Linked DNA regions of Oryzias latipes: region 2 is linked to region 1. A link is a contact called in public Hi-C data. All regions are on one chromosome and are shown on one strand. The core of a region is the stretch at or near the end of the contact, and the rest is flanking DNA. Distances in the headings are between cores, read along the strand shown. Region 1 has its middle 17 kb from the start of LOC101170938. Region 2 holds the start of LOC101171423 (sodium bicarbonate cotransporter 3).

The links. Hi-C and Micro-C count contacts between places; a contact is called where the count stands out from the background.
Region 2: a Hi-C map of embryo shows a contact between it and region 1, with 2.6 times the contacts expected there. The contact joins the promoter of LOC101171423 here to the enhancer-like site in region 1. A contact is called at or near these places in 4 of 5 Hi-C or Micro-C datasets (embryo, fibroblasts and gastrula embryo).

What each region holds. Positions count from the first base shown.
Region 1 is chr11:6,361,698-6,366,740 of ASM223467v1, forward strand. No RefSeq gene overlaps it. Among protein-coding and RNA genes, the nearest start is that of LOC101170938, 17 kb to the left of the region's middle. Within about 2 kb of position 3,559, at least 1 of the 8 cell types and tissues checked has an H3K27ac peak or open chromatin away from gene starts, as enhancers often do. A contact at or near this core is called in embryo, where this site is marked.
Region 2 is chr11:6,428,860-6,433,692 of ASM223467v1, forward strand. LOC101171423 (sodium bicarbonate cotransporter 3) reads left to right here and starts at 2,103. Exons shown (of 24, transcript XM_020706988.2): 1 at 2,103-2,346. The coding sequence starts at 2,137.

The sequences.
Region 1 (5,043 bases), core at 2,309-4,808:
ACAGCTCACCTTCAGGGTTTGCCACCATGACCTCTGCGGCTTTTGGGTCTCTTTACATGTTTCCTTTTTATCTTTTGCTTGTTTTGCATCACATTCTCACCTACAGAACTGAAAAAAATGCAACTCCAAGCATCTGCAGCTGCTCAGATTCCATCAGTAAATCAGCAACCTTATGGTTCCTGAGCTCCTAAAAAAAGCATTTCAGATGTTTTTTTTCTAGTCCTTTCATTTATTTTCTATTTGAAAAAAAAAGCTTTTTATTTGGATTTGAACTGCTGAGCAATTTCTGACTTCACAGTTCTAAAATCATCGCAAACAGGAGTTCTAACACCTCCTAAAAAACAGGCTGGTGTGAAACTTTCAACGTTCTGTTCTGTAATGCGGAAGAAAAAACCTTTTCTAAGACTTTTTATCAGAAGAAAACAATAGTTTTTAAGCCACAATTTTGTTAACTATTAAGATCTGAGCTGTACCTGTAACCCTTGTGCTATCCTAGGAACTTTAACGTTGGGAGTTGGGTCATCTAGACCCACTAGACAGTGCGCTGAACCTTTTTTCTTCAACGAAATCTTTCCACCTTTATCCACCTTTGTCATGGTAGGGAGAACACGTCAAAGTAAGGGTGGGCTCATCTAAGATAGCACAAGACTGATTTCTGGTGCTGATTGATTTTGATTTGATTGGAAATGACTTAATTAATCAATCCAACAAGCAAATTACCGCATTAATATTAGACTTTTTTTTACAGTTAAAACAAAAAACCGAATGTTAAAATTCTTTCGTATCTTTCAAAAACCGTAATATGGTTGTTTACTCTTTTTTTCCCATTACTTTCTTACTCTTTTGACAGGTGTAATTTGTCAAAATTTGAAGTTTCCTACATTTTTGGAGCATCAAATAAATTCCTGGTGCTTTTTTTTTTTAAAACAAACAGAATCTGTGGTCTGTGGGGTAGCGGCTAGCCGTGCATCCTTTTGTGCTGCAGTGTCTGAATGTGGTGAATAGGGAGCAGTCCTCTGTGAAGCCCCAGCTGTCTCCATCCCAAAGGCTGGAGGAGTGAGGAAAGGGGGGTGGGGGGGGTCGGCGAGGTGTAAGGAAGTTCAAGAGGCCTGTAGATCCACAACAAAACTGAACAGACTGTGGTCTTAGTCATCCTGAGTGAGCGAGCAGCAGTGCAGGCGGTGGGCTGCGGTGCAAAAGCCTGGCTCCACGGCTCAGGACAGGATCATTAATGCAGCCAAATGAGATCAGCGGCAGAGGGCCCGGCCAGGGCAGGGCTGCTAAATAGCCGCCATCCGTGTGGTGCAATTACCACCAAGTCGCCGCACAAAGACGCTTTTGTGTTTTACCAACAGTGATTTCATGTCCACCATTAGCAGTGTGGTTGTTTTTTTTAATGTGATGAGAGAAGCCCGACAGTTGCTGTGCGTTGATGGAGGTACGGAGGACGGCGCATGTTGGATGAGATGGATGGGATGGATGAGAGGATGCAGCCCACCGACAGCTGACGACAGGCAGGAGGACTTTGAATGGCCTACAGACAAGAATTCAGATGTTAGCAGGTTGTGAAGAAATAAAAAAGGAAAGTCATTAATCTACAGTAATTCAAACGGGTCCAGGGTGTTGCCATTTTTTTCCCATCATGCCCTTTGTTTGCATAGTTGCAACACTGCTAAAGCAGGCCTCCAAGAAAAAAGTCAAAATTCTTCGAATGTGAAAGAATTTATTTAAATAAGCAAAGAAATCTGCTAATGAGGGAAGAATCAAGGAATCAAGAATTCCCATTTGAAGAAAAGAAAGCCATAAGATTATTATGCTATTAAAAACGTCATTGATAAAATTGTATTTACAAGACAGACCATAAAAGACATTTTCTTAAAATTTTTTACTTTCTTAAAATTCAGATTTTACAGTAAAAGAAAAAAACTGGATTTTCTATGTCAAGTTTAGGTGTAAATCTGTTTTTTTCTTTATTTTTAAGGAATTTTACCAGTTTAACTTATTAAATTTACTTTTCAAAAACTTACATTAATGAGCTCCTATAAAGAAATAACCCCTCAAAAGTTGACCCCTTAATTTAGTTTCTATTGAAAGCAAAATCATCAGTGATGTTTTTATTTTTTAATATCATCACTAAAAATAAACTCAGACATCAAGAGGTTAACATGAGGTTTCTCATACATTTTGATCAAAAAATTCTATTAAATTACAATGAAGGTACAGATATGTCATTTTATTTTAAATCAAAATCACCCATAAACTGCAAAAACTGAATCCAAAGAAAGTGAAAAGACTCTAGTTTCAGGAAAAAATATCTAATCAAGGAAGTTCATCATTAAAAAAACAATCTTAGTTTCAAATTCTTTTAAATTAAGAATTCTTGTTCTTTTTTTTCTTAGCCCAATGGCAAATATTTGCTTGTTTGAAGAAAATCTGCCAATCAAATCAAATCTAACTTTATTTATGTAGCACTTTTCCTTTAAAAGCATAACACAAGGTCCTCCAATGCGGTCAGAATTTTAGACTTGTTTCGACAGGTTTGCAGTGTAGAAAATGCTTAAATTCATGTTGAATGTTAAATTAGACTTTTTCTGTTGGTTTTAAACTTCATGACAACTAAAATTACTAACAGACACCTTTTTTGTGAGAAAGTTTATTTTTCTGTTTCATAAAATGATGGAATAATTTTACTGAATTGGAAGAAATAATAAAAAATAAAAAGGCTCAAAACTCAATTTTAAAGCCCGATTTTTGAGACTCTTCCCTGCTGGTTTTTATTTTATTTTTACTTTTATGTTATCATTTGACTATTTGATTTGATGTGAAATGGTTTATATTAAGCAATAAAAAACAATACAATCATCAGTTATACATTCATACAAAGACATTTCAAAGTTAGGATAATTAGACATATTATTAACTATTGCTTAAAAAGGAGTGGAAGGAAGCGAATTTATATAATCCCACCCCTGTTCTACCGTAACCATTTTATTCTGTGATTTATCATTATCCGGTTCCTAACTTTTATCAGACAGAATGAATAATCCTTAGGTATCAATAAAGCACATAACAAAGATGAATTACTTAAATTATTATGTAAAAATAGACAAAACTCTATTTCAGAAATCAACATAGCAATTGCAGATCAGTTATCTAATATATGCAGATTATATTTATTAGACTATTATGACTATGTCATGTATTTAATATTTCACTACTTTATGTTTTAACCTTTTAGTTGTTCTCAATGTTTTGAGTTTTTTCTGTATGGTGTCTGACTGTGGTCATTTTAAGGCGCCACGATTTGATAAAGACTGATCTTAAATCCGTATGTCCTAGTGGCTGATTGTTACACATGAGTTGATGGCGAGTATAGACTTCAACGGTCGTTTGGTTGTGTAATGTAGTGGAAGCCTCTAGCTGTCCCGCCGCTATAGTGCCACCCCGACACTGTCAAAGGTGCAACATTTAGCCCCAGGCACTAATACTCAATGGCTGCTCGGGTTACGGGGGCCAGCACACCAGCAGGGTTGACTAATGCTCCACCAGGCCACACCACCTCCACTTTGCCCCTCTGTGGAGAGACGGGCTCCCCCCTCTCTCCCAGGCCCCAGCGGAGGGAAGTCATACATGAGCACTAACAGCGAGGAGGCAGGCCGTGTTCGCAGAGTCCCCAAGCTGCAAGTCGGCCCCGGACGGAGGGGCTGAAGCTTCACCGATTGCCACAGGAGCCCTCCTGACAGGACATGTGTGGTAATGGGCTGCGAGGTCCCAGCCCAGACCTGTCACAGAGGAACCCAGCAGGAGGCGCACACATATGCCTCAACTCCATCTGCCATAAAAAAATCAATGAAATCTTTGTTTTTGTGTGCCGCTCACGGCTCGACAGAACCCATAATACTGTACATTTCTGCAGCATTTGCATGGAAGAGCTTTTTTATTTGTCTAAGTAGAGCCTGAAGACAGACGGACCGATGGAAGCGGATCAGCCGCGCAGAGGCAAAAGCGGAGCTCAGATCCAGCATTCACAGGTCCGGCTGGATGGGAGGTGAGAAACCAAGGTCAGGCTCTGACACGACTCCCTGACTTCTAATTTGGAGATTCTCATTTTCAGTTCAGGGCAAGAAATCGTACCTGTGAGAAGCCTCCAGGCAGAACGGGGAGAGGTGTGGAAGAATCCGTTTCCTTTAGCAGAGGCGTAACCACTTCTGTTTTTCATTTCCCCCCTTCTTTTCTCTGTCAGCTCAGGCAGTTAGGAGCTGCAACGTCTGAAAATGTACAGTAAATTCCTTTAAAATTCTGCTTTCTTGCTCTAAAATGTTTGAATCTTTCATGAAAAATATGGACTAAACGTAAATATTATCCTAAGTTTTTAAAGGTTCTGGATTAGGATGTAGCAGAAATCAAGGGATATCAAAAGTGACTTCAATTTCATAATAAAACACAACATTTTTAGATAAAACAGGTTTTTACAAAAGGTTTTGAACATCTTTGTGCAGCTATTAATAAATGCCTTCGTATCTCGTCTTCTAAAGAAAAAAAAAAACATGGAGAACTATGAATTTTGAGTATTTAATGAAAGATATATCTCAAAAAAGGTTGTTTGATTTTTTTTTTCTTTTTAACTAAACACCTAAAAGTAAAACTCATTTTCCACAGACTCATATTGACCTTTGACCTCTGGAAACGGCTGCCATCTTAAAAAGTTCCTCTGTTGCTCGCATATTTTTAACCAGATTATTGTGAAAATGTAATATTTGAATCCTTGGCTCAACCCTAACGAAATGATATGACGTATGACAGGAACAAATTAGGAATGTGGGCGTGGTTAACAGAAACCTCCGTTGCTAAGGAAATCTAAAATGTACTTTGGCTGATTCTTTCAAAAATTACATATAACAGTTCGTCGCCTACAGGCGACCAAAAAATATAATGGTTGCTATGGAGATAAACAAACAGAAAAGCCGCCATTTTGAATTTTTTTTTGTTGTTTTCTTTATGAATTTGTCCCACGCAGCTCTGACCAGGGTGGGAGGGGCAGAA
Region 2 (4,833 bases), core at 853-3,352, 66 kb after region 1:
AAAGAAGTATTGCCTTTTGTGTGTGTTTTTTTTAATTATCTAACATTGTTTTTGCCGCAGTGTGGTGTTTCCATGGCAACACATGCACACTGTTAGTGGCCAAAAGAGGAAAATTGATGACAGGAAGAAAAAAAGGAAGGAATAATTAAAGTTGAGTTTAGTGTGTGCCCATTTGTTTGCTTTCACTTATGTTTCACTTTCACTATTTTTCTTTTTGATAAATAGTTTTCAGGTCTGGCTCATCAGTGTCAGGTCTGTTTTCACCTTTTTGTCTTCCAGTTGGGTCACAGTTTTTACAGATTTTCATTTTTCATGCTTGAGTTCAGTTTGTTCAAGTGGATGCTAGATTGAGTGGAGTCCTGGATTAAATGGTACGTTGCAAATAAGCCACATATGGCGGGAAGGGATCAGGTTCTTGTCATTAGGTCTGGTCTCCTGCAGTTTGGGGTCCAGATAAACTATTCCTAAAAAATCTGTGCAATTAAGTTTTAAAACTATCAAGAATTCTGGAGCGGAATTGGCGTCTTAGCGTAAAAACAAAAAGAAACTTCATCTCCAGTCTATGGGTTTTCCAATAATGACCTAAAAGACACGTTTGTAGAAACAATTTACAGAATTGAATAGAGGCAATGCTTATGTATATCCTGGAAGGTGCACAGATATCTTTAATTTCAGACAATTACTATCTTTATCTTTTTACAAGAAAGTACAACATTGCTCCAAAGATATCAAACATTTATTGTGGCTGACTCATTTTGATGAATGACCAGCTTACTGTGCATCAGCATCATTACAAATCTATTAGCTGTGAATGTAGCTCTTGCCGCTCATCCTAGGGTTAACAGGAGGATGCCGTTCAAGGCCAATCAAAATGGATTTCCTTTTTCTTTTTTTTTTACTTTTCTTGTCCAGCAGTTGAGCAAACAGACGAGGTCTCGTGTGTTGGACAGATTTTACTTTTACAACAGGGGGTTCTGGATTTTCTGACACACTTGGTGTAAATTTGAATAAACCCCTTTTGAATTTGAGGCTAAACTTTATTTATATCAATTATGATTGCTTTCCACTTTTTTTTTATTGGACCGGACGGAAAAGAAAAAGAGACAAGACAAGAGTGGGAGAAAAGTGGGTTTAAGGATGTTGGAGGATAAATAAGATGCAGGGGATAGAACCACAAAACAACAAGTTGCTGGAGGTTTATCATACTTACTGTCAAGTGTAGATGTTGGTCAAAGGGGCGGAGCCTGTCCACAGACACACTCAAATGTTATGGAGATACCTGTTGGCTCAGAAAAAACCTTCACACGCATACATGTTACCACGCACATACTTATGCATACAAACAAACACATGTGAAGCATATATTATTCTCTCATGCATACTATTGACACCTGTGCTTGACTGGGATAGCAGATCAAAGGAACACGCACAACCCAATGTCAGCCACCCAGACCACCAGGGCCAACGGGATCCCACCAGGGTCCCCAGTGTCAGAACGTTAAGGGGGCCACGGGAAGCGCAAGCCCCAGCCCAGCCAGAGAACACCCCTCATTTACAAAGAAAATTGGAACGTGGTAACCGATGTAGGCAATATTAGACACAGGTACAGATCCAGAAACAGATCAACTGTAAGTGTTTAAGACATTTGACAAAATGTAATTAGAGGATTGTAATGATAGGCTATACTTATACAAATATGGATGAGAGATAACGCAAATGAGTCTGTCTGAACACTAAGACAAGTAAACGCAAAAATAAAAAATCATTGATAAGATTGGAATATTTGATACATATATCCACTCTACTTGAACTCCCAGTGTTTTAAAAGGGACCAACACATCCTCAGGGACACATCACATACAGGACACCCTTTACCTTCAGGACGGCGGTACAGAGCAAATAATAACAAATAAAAAACAACCTTTGCATTTGGGATAACAAAAATGAGGCTTCATTTAACTCATTAAAAAGTCTAGTGTTGTTATTATTGTACATATTGTACATCAATAGTTTTTCAGTTTTCAGTACAGTACCTCTTATCACACACTCATAAACCCGTTTTGGAGCCCCTCGAAGCAACTGAAGATTAAGCCCCGCCCCTATCTACATTATTTAATTTCACTGGATCACGATGTCATGCTTTCAAATGTGATTGGCTGTCTGCCACCGCGGGGGCGTGTCCTTCTTCTGTCGTTGGGGTGGGGGGAGCCAGTCTCCCTGGAGCGTCAGGCGGCCCAGCCCAGCCTGTCCGGCACATCAGCCGTTTATGAGCGCATCCGGTGGTTTTGGGGCCGGAATGCTGACATGGACGAACCCTTTGAGCAAATGAGACCCCTTCTGAGAGCCGTGAGTACTCGGAGAACGACCGGTTCCTGTGGGGAACCTGAGTGAGGGAACATCTCTGTGTCCGGAGTTGTGATCGTTAGCTCTGCGGCAGAAGTGCGGGGGATGCTGGGGAGTCGGAGCCGGTGCGGCATCGTCCGCCGGGGACCGCCTTTGTTAGCCGGCTTTCTTTGCCCCGGACACGTGGCGCGGTCCCACGTTACTGTCCACTGTTCTGTTTCGGTAAAACGACACGCGGGTTCCAAAATACACCCATAAAAGGGAAAGCGTTAGCCGCGCGCGCGAGCCCAAAATTTTTAGTTAGCAAACTTCTGCAGTTTGAGGAAACATTTGCCGTAAATCAGGCCGGCATGAAGTGACGCGCGCGGCTTTGAACATCCTATAAATAGTTGAAGGTGCTTGACTGCGCTGCCTTTACGGCTGCACGCTGGGCCACAAACTTCCTTATAAAAACAGAACTCACTATATATCACTATATAACTCACTATAATTATATGGTGTAGTTTTTGTTTCATTAGATGTGACTTTGTAGGAACCAGAACCCAGTTTCGGGTCTAAACCGGTTATTTTCAGCCGAAGCAGCTGCATAGTGAGGTGTTGGGTTTGACATGAAAGTGGATTTATGTGCATACAGAATGCCAATCTGTACTTGTTACATAGTTATAAATAATTATAAACTTCTATTTGTTTGAAAGGTTCAAAATAAACATACATTTATTTTGATTTTGCATTCAAGGTGTCCGTTATTGTATAAATATTTGTCTATTTCTTTCTTCAACACTTTTATGTTCTCTGATCATGATGGAACTCTCCTATCACACAGGTTTTAGTGCTAAATTCTATTGTTCTTTCAGCTTATCCACCTATTTGACAGGAAACAAGATTTTATGTGTGTAAAGCTGTCTTTTCTTAGTAATACTACACAGGCCTTTAGATGGGGACCGTGGTGTTCTGCTCATTTGTTCTGATGTCAACATGGCAACGCTTTTGAGTGGTGGAGGAGCCACATTATTTATGATCTTAAACAACATCCATAAATTAGGTGGATGTTCCTTTTCAGTTCTACATGCCATGCTTGTGCAATCCACATTTAGTTATACTGTAATAACTTTTTAACACAATATTAGAGCTCTTATCTAGACATCATGCAGACTAAACCAAGTTTTTTAAATGGACAACTTCTTTAGGAACTTTTTCACCCAAACAAAAGCCATCACCGTTAAGATGTGGCATACAAATTCCTTAAAATATCCAAACAAATCCAAATGACAAGTAAAATGAACCATTTCTTAGAATTTTCTGGTGTTTATTTACATGACAAGAGATAGCAGAGCTGAAGATGCTGGAAGGAGTGTTTGATGGACAGATCAGAAATGAATCCATCAGATGAACAGCTCATGGTAGACACGCTGAGAGGAGGAACAGTGATGATGATGGTAAAAGGATGCTGAGGTTGGAGCTACCAAAGGGAGGAGCAAACAGGAGGTTGATGGATGTAGGGAAAAAGCACATGTGGATAGAGGAGAGGGTTAGATGGAAGGGATAATTTGCTGTGGCGCCCCTAAGGGGAGCAGCAAAAAGACAGAAGAAAGTCTTTTTGAGGCCGGATGTTCTTCTTACCATCACAGTCGTTTCTTAAATGTGATAAATGTGCTAAAATCCATTATTAACTGGTTGATCTAAAGTTGTGTACATGTTGGTGTTGCGTGTCACTAGTAATGTCCACTAAAATGTTGGCTTTGCTTCTAAATGAACGCCTTCATTACAGAATTTTCTGTTAGTTTTGGACTTTGAAACTACTTCAGTTCCATATTTTAATTTACTTGGCACTAAAAGTGGTAATAAGTGCTTGTAGAGAGCTCCGACAATACGCTTAGCTCTTAACTACAGCCTTTAAGTAGTATGTTAGGACCAAGTTCCACGCGGCTAATTAATGCCAACTAAATAGAGCCTCTTTGTGCATAGTATAGGTAATCCTCAAAAGTACTGTAATAAAAAGAAAGTGATTGAAAATCAACATGTAATTAGAAGGACTTAGTTTTGCATGGATGGTTCATTGCTTTTCAGCCCTTTTGGAGATGCACCGTTGGCACGGACTAAGACTGGAGGATTTTTCACATGAGCATGTTTTAAAGGGACATGCATAAGTGTTTAGTCTGTGTTTAGCCCAATGCAAATTGTTTTGTAAGCAGTTTAATAAAAAGTCGTTCATCGGACGCAGTGAGACAAAGAATTAGGTCACAGACATCTGGCTAAAATAAAAAATACAATTGTAAAAAAAATACCTCAAAAATGTAGTGCAGTGTTTGGTTAGCTTAGCATTTAACACAATTCAAGTTGTTTAAAACAGTGACCAGCAACTCATGATTTTTCTAGTAGAGACTCGTTAAATATGAGCTGAAGCTCATGTCCTTTTGACTCTTCCTGAAGTACAACAATTGACTGTATCTGAGAACTGGACTAGCCGTCATCTGTAGAAAATTGCTTTCT